Linked DNA regions of Mus musculus: region 1 is linked to region 2. Evidence: chromatin contacts called from public Micro-C data. All regions are on one chromosome and are shown on one strand. The core of a region is the stretch at or near the end of the contact, and the rest is flanking DNA. Distances in the headings are between cores, read along the strand shown.

What was found. Hi-C and Micro-C count contacts between places; a contact is called where the count stands out from the background.
Region 1: a contact with region 2 is called in a Micro-C map of muscle stem cells, with 3 times the contacts expected there. The contact joins two enhancer-like sites. A contact is called at or near these places in 2 of 39 promoter capture datasets (the SN4741 cell line and macrophages), 2 of 15 datasets of contacts at CTCF or cohesin (hippocampal excitatory neurons and large pre-B cells), 65 of 484 Hi-C or Micro-C datasets (the 3T3-L1 cell line, 3T3-L1-derived adipocytes, 8-cell embryo and 42 more), 9 of 115 datasets of contacts at active chromatin or transcription factors (the HPC-7 cell line, T-cell acute lymphoblastic leukemia, astrocytes and 6 more) and 3 of 9 other capture datasets (adipose tissue, liver and pancreatic islet).

What each region holds. Positions count from the first base shown.
Region 1 is chr2:31,788,881-31,792,170 of GRCm38.p6, reverse strand. It overlaps Abl1 (c-abl oncogene 1, non-receptor tyrosine kinase), which reads right to left. Exons shown (of 11, transcript NM_009594.4): 5 at 1,816-1,900; 6 at 1,332-1,509. Among named protein-coding and RNA genes, the nearest start is that of Qrfp, 20 kb to the left of the region's middle. Within about 2 kb of position 1,785, at least 9 of the 459 cell types and tissues checked have an H3K27ac peak or open chromatin away from gene starts, as enhancers often do. A contact at or near this core is called in muscle stem cells, where this site is marked.
Region 2 is chr2:31,900,344-31,903,677 of GRCm38.p6, reverse strand. Lamc3 (laminin gamma 3) reads right to left here. Exons shown (of 28, transcript NM_011836.4): 3 at 3,073-3,203; 4 at 82-248. Among named protein-coding and RNA genes, the nearest start is that of Lamc3, 15 kb to the right of the region's middle. Within about 2 kb of position 1,812, at least 29 of the 459 cell types and tissues checked have an H3K27ac peak or open chromatin away from gene starts, as enhancers often do. A contact at or near this core is called in muscle stem cells, where this site is marked.

The sequences.
Region 1 (3,290 bases), core at 536-3,035, 110 kb after region 2:
ATTGACAGGTATGACGCTGACAAAAGAAGACCAAGTGTAGTCCCCAGAAGCTTTCAAATACCCTGCTGTGGAGCAACAGTTCCTCAGCAAATACCAGTCGGGCTACAGCAGCAACACCACAAGCAGACAGGGTGGCAATGGGGGCAGGTCCTGTCCCATGACCTGGAGTTGTTAATTACCTCACATATAAAATGACGACAGTAACAGGGTGTGCCTTGGGCAGCTGTATGTGATATCCCTACTTTCTTCTTGCTTCCTGATGTTGACTCAAGTGTTTGAGAAACTCTCCCATATAATCACCTCCTGAATCTTCACGGGAGGAAGGGTCTAATCTTTGGTTCATGGCTGTTAACCATGAAGTCCTGAGGTAACTGGGAACCAAGGAATGAGAGTATGAGGCAGCTCAGGGCAACGACTGCGTGATACAGCTTGATCACCAGCAATGAGAGAAAAATTAAACACACAAGAGTTGTGCCTAATAGGATTTTTGGTAAGGCATTTTTAGTATGTGAATGGAGGGGGAACGGAGCTGGCCATGCAAGGCGAGCCAGAAGTCAGGAAATCTCAATTTGCAGCATCAGAGGCTACACTTTGCTGAGCGACAGGAGCATTTGGATTGGGCTCTCGTGGAGCAGAAAAAGATCTGTCTTCCGAGGGGCTGCCAGCATTTCATACACGCTACTTATTCCTGGCTATGAAATCTCATGTTGAGGTTTCACACTTGAGTTAATTGGGTAGGAAAGGTCACCACAGTGGCGTGGAGAACATCTTGCATGACGGAGTTGGGCCAAGCCCATCAGGCTCCCTCCTGCACAGGTTGTCACTCTGCTAGGAAGCCACTTCCACCAGCAAAGCATGCAAACCCAGATAATTGTGGCACACTTGAAGGTCAAAACACTCTGGGTTTTAAAAACAGCAACCGGCTTGCATGTATATAATTCTCCAGCCATGGAAACATCCCTAAACCCGGTGACAGCTGGTAGGCAAGGAAACACAAAGAAAAGGAGGAAAAGCCACACAATGAAGCTAAGCCCAGGCAGAGAGAGGCTTTACCGAGTGAGTGCTGGCCTCAGGAATGCTCGGTTTCAGAGGGAACCAAGACTATCAGGAAGAAGGCCTTTTACGAATTTCATTTAATATTCAACTAAATCCGAAGTGGCTCAGAAATGAAACACTTCTTTCCCCAGGGATTAGCTGCTCCACTGGCCCAGGCCTTGAAGCATTTAGTCCCGCAAGCAGCGCTTACGTCAGGCACTTGTGTCTGCCAGGACCAAGGCTGGGGCTGAGCCCTAAGACCGCACAGCTGGGTCCTCTGCTTTACCCAGCCCTACCTGTGGATGAAGTTCTTCTTCTCCAAGTACTCCATGGCTGATGAGATCTGTGTGGCCATGTAGAGCAGTACCACGGCGCTCACCTCCTGCCGGTTACACTCCCTCAGGTAGTCCAGCAGGTTCCCATAGGTCATGAACTCAGTGATTATGTAGAATGGTGGTTCCCGGGTACACACCCCTGACAACAGACACAGAGGCTTCAGCATGTGGCTCAGGGAAAGGAGCCCTAGGAAAGTCTGGCACTAAAAGGGGTCCTGGCCTGGTAGGAGGGCTCAGTGGATAAAAGCACTTGCCACGCAGGCCTGACCCCAGACCCCACATGAAGAACTGAGCAGACAAAGCATGGTTAGTCTGACCTCCCCACACGCCCTGAAACACTCAGTTCTCTTTTATCAGGAAGGGGTGCCCACTCAGCCAGACATTTGGAGCAGAGCCCTGCAGAGCCAGCAGTGGCGGCTCCTCTTCTGAGTCCGTGCTTGGTTACCTAGCAGCTGCACCAGGTTAGGGTGTTTGATCTCCTTCATCACCGCCGCTTCCTTCAGGAACTCCTCCACCTCCATGGTGTCCTCCTGCAGAAGGGAAGTTCAGATGCATGAGATCTGTTTAGCAAGGAAGTGCCTAGGAGGGAAGACAGCTTCAAGGGCTAAGGCAGTGACAACCTCCCCTCAGTCTAGGCCACTGCCTCTGATGAGCACTGGATACACTGCCCTTGAGAGGCTCAAGGAGTCTTGTCCTGGTGATGTGAAGACTCCTGTGGGGCAAATTCTCACCCAGGGCTCATGTTGTGAACAGCTGCCCCCAAGCTGACGGAGCAATTGTGGGAGGCTGTGGAACCCTCAGGAGCTAGGGCTTGCTTGGGAGGAGTTCTCATTACAGGCAGGTCTCGAAAGGTCAGACCCAGTCTCTGGTTCTCTTCCTGGGCTACAATCATGGGAACAACTGTGTCACACACTCCTGCCACCAAAGAACAGCCGCTCTGCCATGCTTTCTGCAGTGGTGGACTGAAAGCTTTGACACCATGAGCCAAGTTGGATCTTTTCTCCCTTCAGATGTTCCTGTCAGGTATCCTGTCTGGCCCAGTGAGTCAATGGGCCATAGGTCAGAGTGGCCTGGTATTGCTGTGGACCTTCTGTGGGGTCTTAGAACTATTTTTACAAGTACTGTTTGCTTCCTGACCCAACACCCTTAACATTAAAAGAGGAAACAGTGTGAAGAATCTGAAATGCAGCTGGCTTGAGAGATCCACTTTCCAGAGTGCCTCACAGGTCAGATAGACCCTGAGCTACTTAGTTATGCACTGCCATGAGCACCTAATGAAGCAATCATCACTGACTAGGGGGTCAATCACCCAGATTCTAAATCAGTCTTACCAGCAGCTCTCTGAGCACGCAGAGAACCATCTGTGTAGGTCACACAACACAGGGCCAGAGATGGACCCTTTCCAGGCTGAGTCTGAAGGGCTGTGGTCTGTACTCCTCGGCCTCCTTAAACCTAAGCCACTGTTGCTTTGAATCAACTCCCACAAGCAGGAAGCAGCAACAGTGAGTGGCAGGGTCTCCCTAGCTGCAAGAACAAGGCTCTGGAGGCAAGGACAGTAGGCCACATGTGGTGTCTGCAGGGAGTCTGCCTGTGTGGTACGGAAGAGGTTTCATGAAAATCAGCTTCCCTGGGCAGAGAGCCTCATCAGACCTCATGCTAAGTGTGCTTTTGTTCTTGGTGCTTTTCCGCTTTGGTCAGCCACAATGAGAAGCAAATCACGACCAGAGCCAGCGTGATGACGTGTTATCACCAAACATGGGTTCTAAAAGACTATGGAGATGCTGTCTACTGTTCTTTAACAGCATGGGCTGCTCTCATGTACCACAGCATGCGGCTGCTGCTGCCCAGCTGTGCGGAGGACATTCATCCCATGCCGCCCACCACTGGCTGCTGGGCTCTTCAAGTCTCTTCTGTTCCTCA
Region 2 (3,334 bases), core at 563-3,062:
ACAGGCAGCCCACTGTGGTTTGGGGCATTGTTTCCTGTCAGTCTCATTAGCTTCAAGGCCTGCTGCCTGAGAAACACTCACGCAGACACTCGTTGGCATCCTCGGCGGTGCCTCGGGCCCACGGACGGTCCTGGAAGAAGGGCAGACAACGCTCGCAGTCCACTCCTGTGGTGTTGTGCTGACAGCGGCAAGCCAGCTGACCAGCCGCATTGGGTTCGCATTCACTGGCGTGACCATTGCATTTGCACCTGAGGAGAACACCGGGAGGAAGGGCCTGGAGACACTGAGGGGAGGAGGGTGCCCCTCGAAGGCAGTGCAAGTGTGGGCCTCCCTGAGCCCTGACTCCATCCCTGGGGCAGTGATAAGGAGAACCCTGGGGTTCCCAAATATCTATGGATTGGGGTCTGTTGTCCCTTGGAGAAGTGGGTTTATTTGATCTTGCTCATCTCCTTCACAGGTCACCGTGAAAGGAAGTCAGGGCAGAAACTCAAGGCAGGAACCTAGAGGTAGGAGCTGATGGGGAGGCCATGAGAGAATGCTGCATACTGGCTTGCTCTCCATGAGTTCCTCAGCCTGCTTTCTTGTATAACACAGGACCACCTGCCCAGAGATGTCACCACCCACAGTGGGCTGGATAATGCCATGTCAACCTTTTTTTTTTTTTTTTTGGTTTTTCGAGACAGGGTTTCTCTGTGTAGCCCTGGCTGTCCTGGAACTCACTTTGTAGACCAGGCTGGCCTCGAACTCAGAAATCCACCTGCCTCTGCCTCCCGAGTGCTGGGATTAAAGGCGTGCACCACCAAGCCCAGCTTGTCAGCCATTTTAAAAAAAACTGTCTCAGAGACTTGCCTACAGGCCAGTCTGGTGGAGATATATATTTTTTTCAATTGAGGGTTCCTCTTCCCAAATGACTGAAGCCTGTGTCTTTTTGACAAAATTCTAGCTAACCAGCACACCTGTCTTCGCCAGCCTCCTGTTGTCAGCTTTGAGCAGATTGAGAAACTGAGGCCTGGAAGGCTGTCCAAGGCTGCAACAGAAGGTCTCTGCCTGGGAACTCTGGGGGAACCTGGGGCTCAGGGAGAAGTCAATTCAGCTTCCTGGGTCAGGGAGGGCAAGAGGTCACAGGGTCAATCCTTCGAGGGCTGGGGTCACCTCAGGTAATTCTGCAATTGTGTCAAAAAGAGCAAGAAAGGAGTGTCCAATGCAGTGGGGAAAGCTTCCAAGTAGGCGGCAGAGTCTGCGCCCTGGGCCTGCATTCCCATGACACCCACAAGGTCAAGGGACGTGAAGTCCACAAAAACAAAACGATGTGCTTTGGGAGGTGGGTAATGTAGAGTGCCGGGTAGAGGCTGACATTGTGTGGCCACCATCACTGGTGGCTCAGAGCCCATGGTGGCCTGCTCCTGCCTTGCTTAAGATGAGGTCCCACAAATAGCATCAGACCTCTCTAGAGTCTTTGAAGGTGGGAGTGTCCTTGGAAGTGGGAGTGTCTCTGGAGGTGGGAGTGTCCTTGGAAGTGGGAGTGTCTCTGGAGGTGGGAGTGTCCTTGGAAGTGGGAGTATCTTTGGAAGTGGGAGTGTCTTTGGAGGTGGGAGGGACTTGTACTCCCCAGCTGCAGCAGACACTGAGGGACAGAGCACAAGACAGAGCCCATCCTGGCTTCCCAAAGTCAAGTCCTCAGAGGGCAGTGTGGGATAACTGGCCATTACCAGGGCCCCATCTCTAATTTGGGAACACAGAGTTTTGGTACTGTTTGTTCATGAGCTCGGGGTAGGCAGCAACACCCTGTGGCTGCTGGTAGGAATGAGTCAGCATCAGTCAGTCATGGAAGACAGGTGGTCACCACGGGAACTAAGGAAGTATACTCCATCCCTGAGAGGATGCTGCAAGCTCCTGCTCCCCCATGAATCCTTCTGACCCAAGGGAAGGTGCTGTTCCTTCCTGAGAGTGGCCTTCACAGCCAGCTGTGGGGCCCAGGGTGGTTTGGGTCCCGCAGCTGGGACCCAGATGTTCTCTGGCCTGCAGCCCCTCACAGCAGGCATAGCAGATGGAGGTCATGACTGTCTTTGGAGTCCTGCTGGGAGGTCTGACCTGACTTACAGTGTGTGTGGGTCATCTGTAGCTTCTCACCTGTGTCCCCTGAGATCCTCTCACACATAGTCTTCCATGGAAGGGCAAGGTATTGGGCACAAGCTCCTCCCCACCTCCTCCATCTTTAACATCGCCCAGGAATCTCTGCATGGTGGGAGCCCAGCATCTGGGGGCCATCCTCACTGTCAGCCCACATTCACTACCTGTCACTTTGAGCTACATCCTCATCTTCTTACAGGTCAGCCCAGGCTCCCGGCCCTGACAGTATCATCATGGTCCCAGCTCCCTGCCTCTTGCAGGTTCTGCCTCCTCCCTGTCCTCACCCTGTCCCACACTGCTGTACCAAGGATGGATGACTCATATTGTCCACCAGACAGGATCTAGAATCACCCGGGAGACAAACCTCTGGGAGGGTCTGCTGAGCAGGGACAACCCAGCCTGAGTCCTGAGCGAGGGAGGTATTGTCCCATTGACTGGGGTCCCGGGTGGATAATGAGAAAGCAAGCTACATGTCTGTGTTCACCTCCCTCTGACTCACTTGCTGCCGTCATGCTGCTGGACCCTCCAACTATACTTTGGTGAGCCAAAATCTTTCCTTCCTTAAGGTGCCTCTGTTGGGCATTCTGCCCAGGGCACCCCTAGCATTTGTTCTGCAGAACTGAGTCAGGCCTTCGGGCACACTGGGGCACACTGATGTGTTTATTGAGAGCTGCTGGATTCATGTCTGATATGCCAGCTACAGGCCTGGGGTGGGAATTCATTGTCTCTTCTCTTTCCTGGTGGGAACGTGATGGGGGTAGCCTGTGGAGGCAGAAGGGAGCCAGCAGCAAGGCTTCAAATGCATACAGGTTTTGGGGGTCCTGTTTATTTCTCATCTGGATCACCCCAGGTACTTTACCAGCAGCTGCTCTGTGGCTCATAGACCTGAGGTGGGGCCTGTTGCCCGCCTCCCCCTGGTCCTGTGCCCTGCTTCCAACCTACCTGCCACCCACAGAGAAGTCAGACACAGCGTAGTAGTAAGACTGGAGCACTCTGGGGTCCTTGAAGATGTCATCCCCAAACGTGTTGAGCCGATCTAGAGAGATCAGGATGTCAGTGCTGGTGACCCACTCCTGGGAAAGGAAACAAGGACACCATGAGTAAGTATTCTTGGCCTGCTCCCCTGGGATATCCTGCCCACTGGTCCTCGGAAGGTGGGGGTGGCCGTGGGGCACAGGGACCAGCTGGCCAAGACAAATCCTGA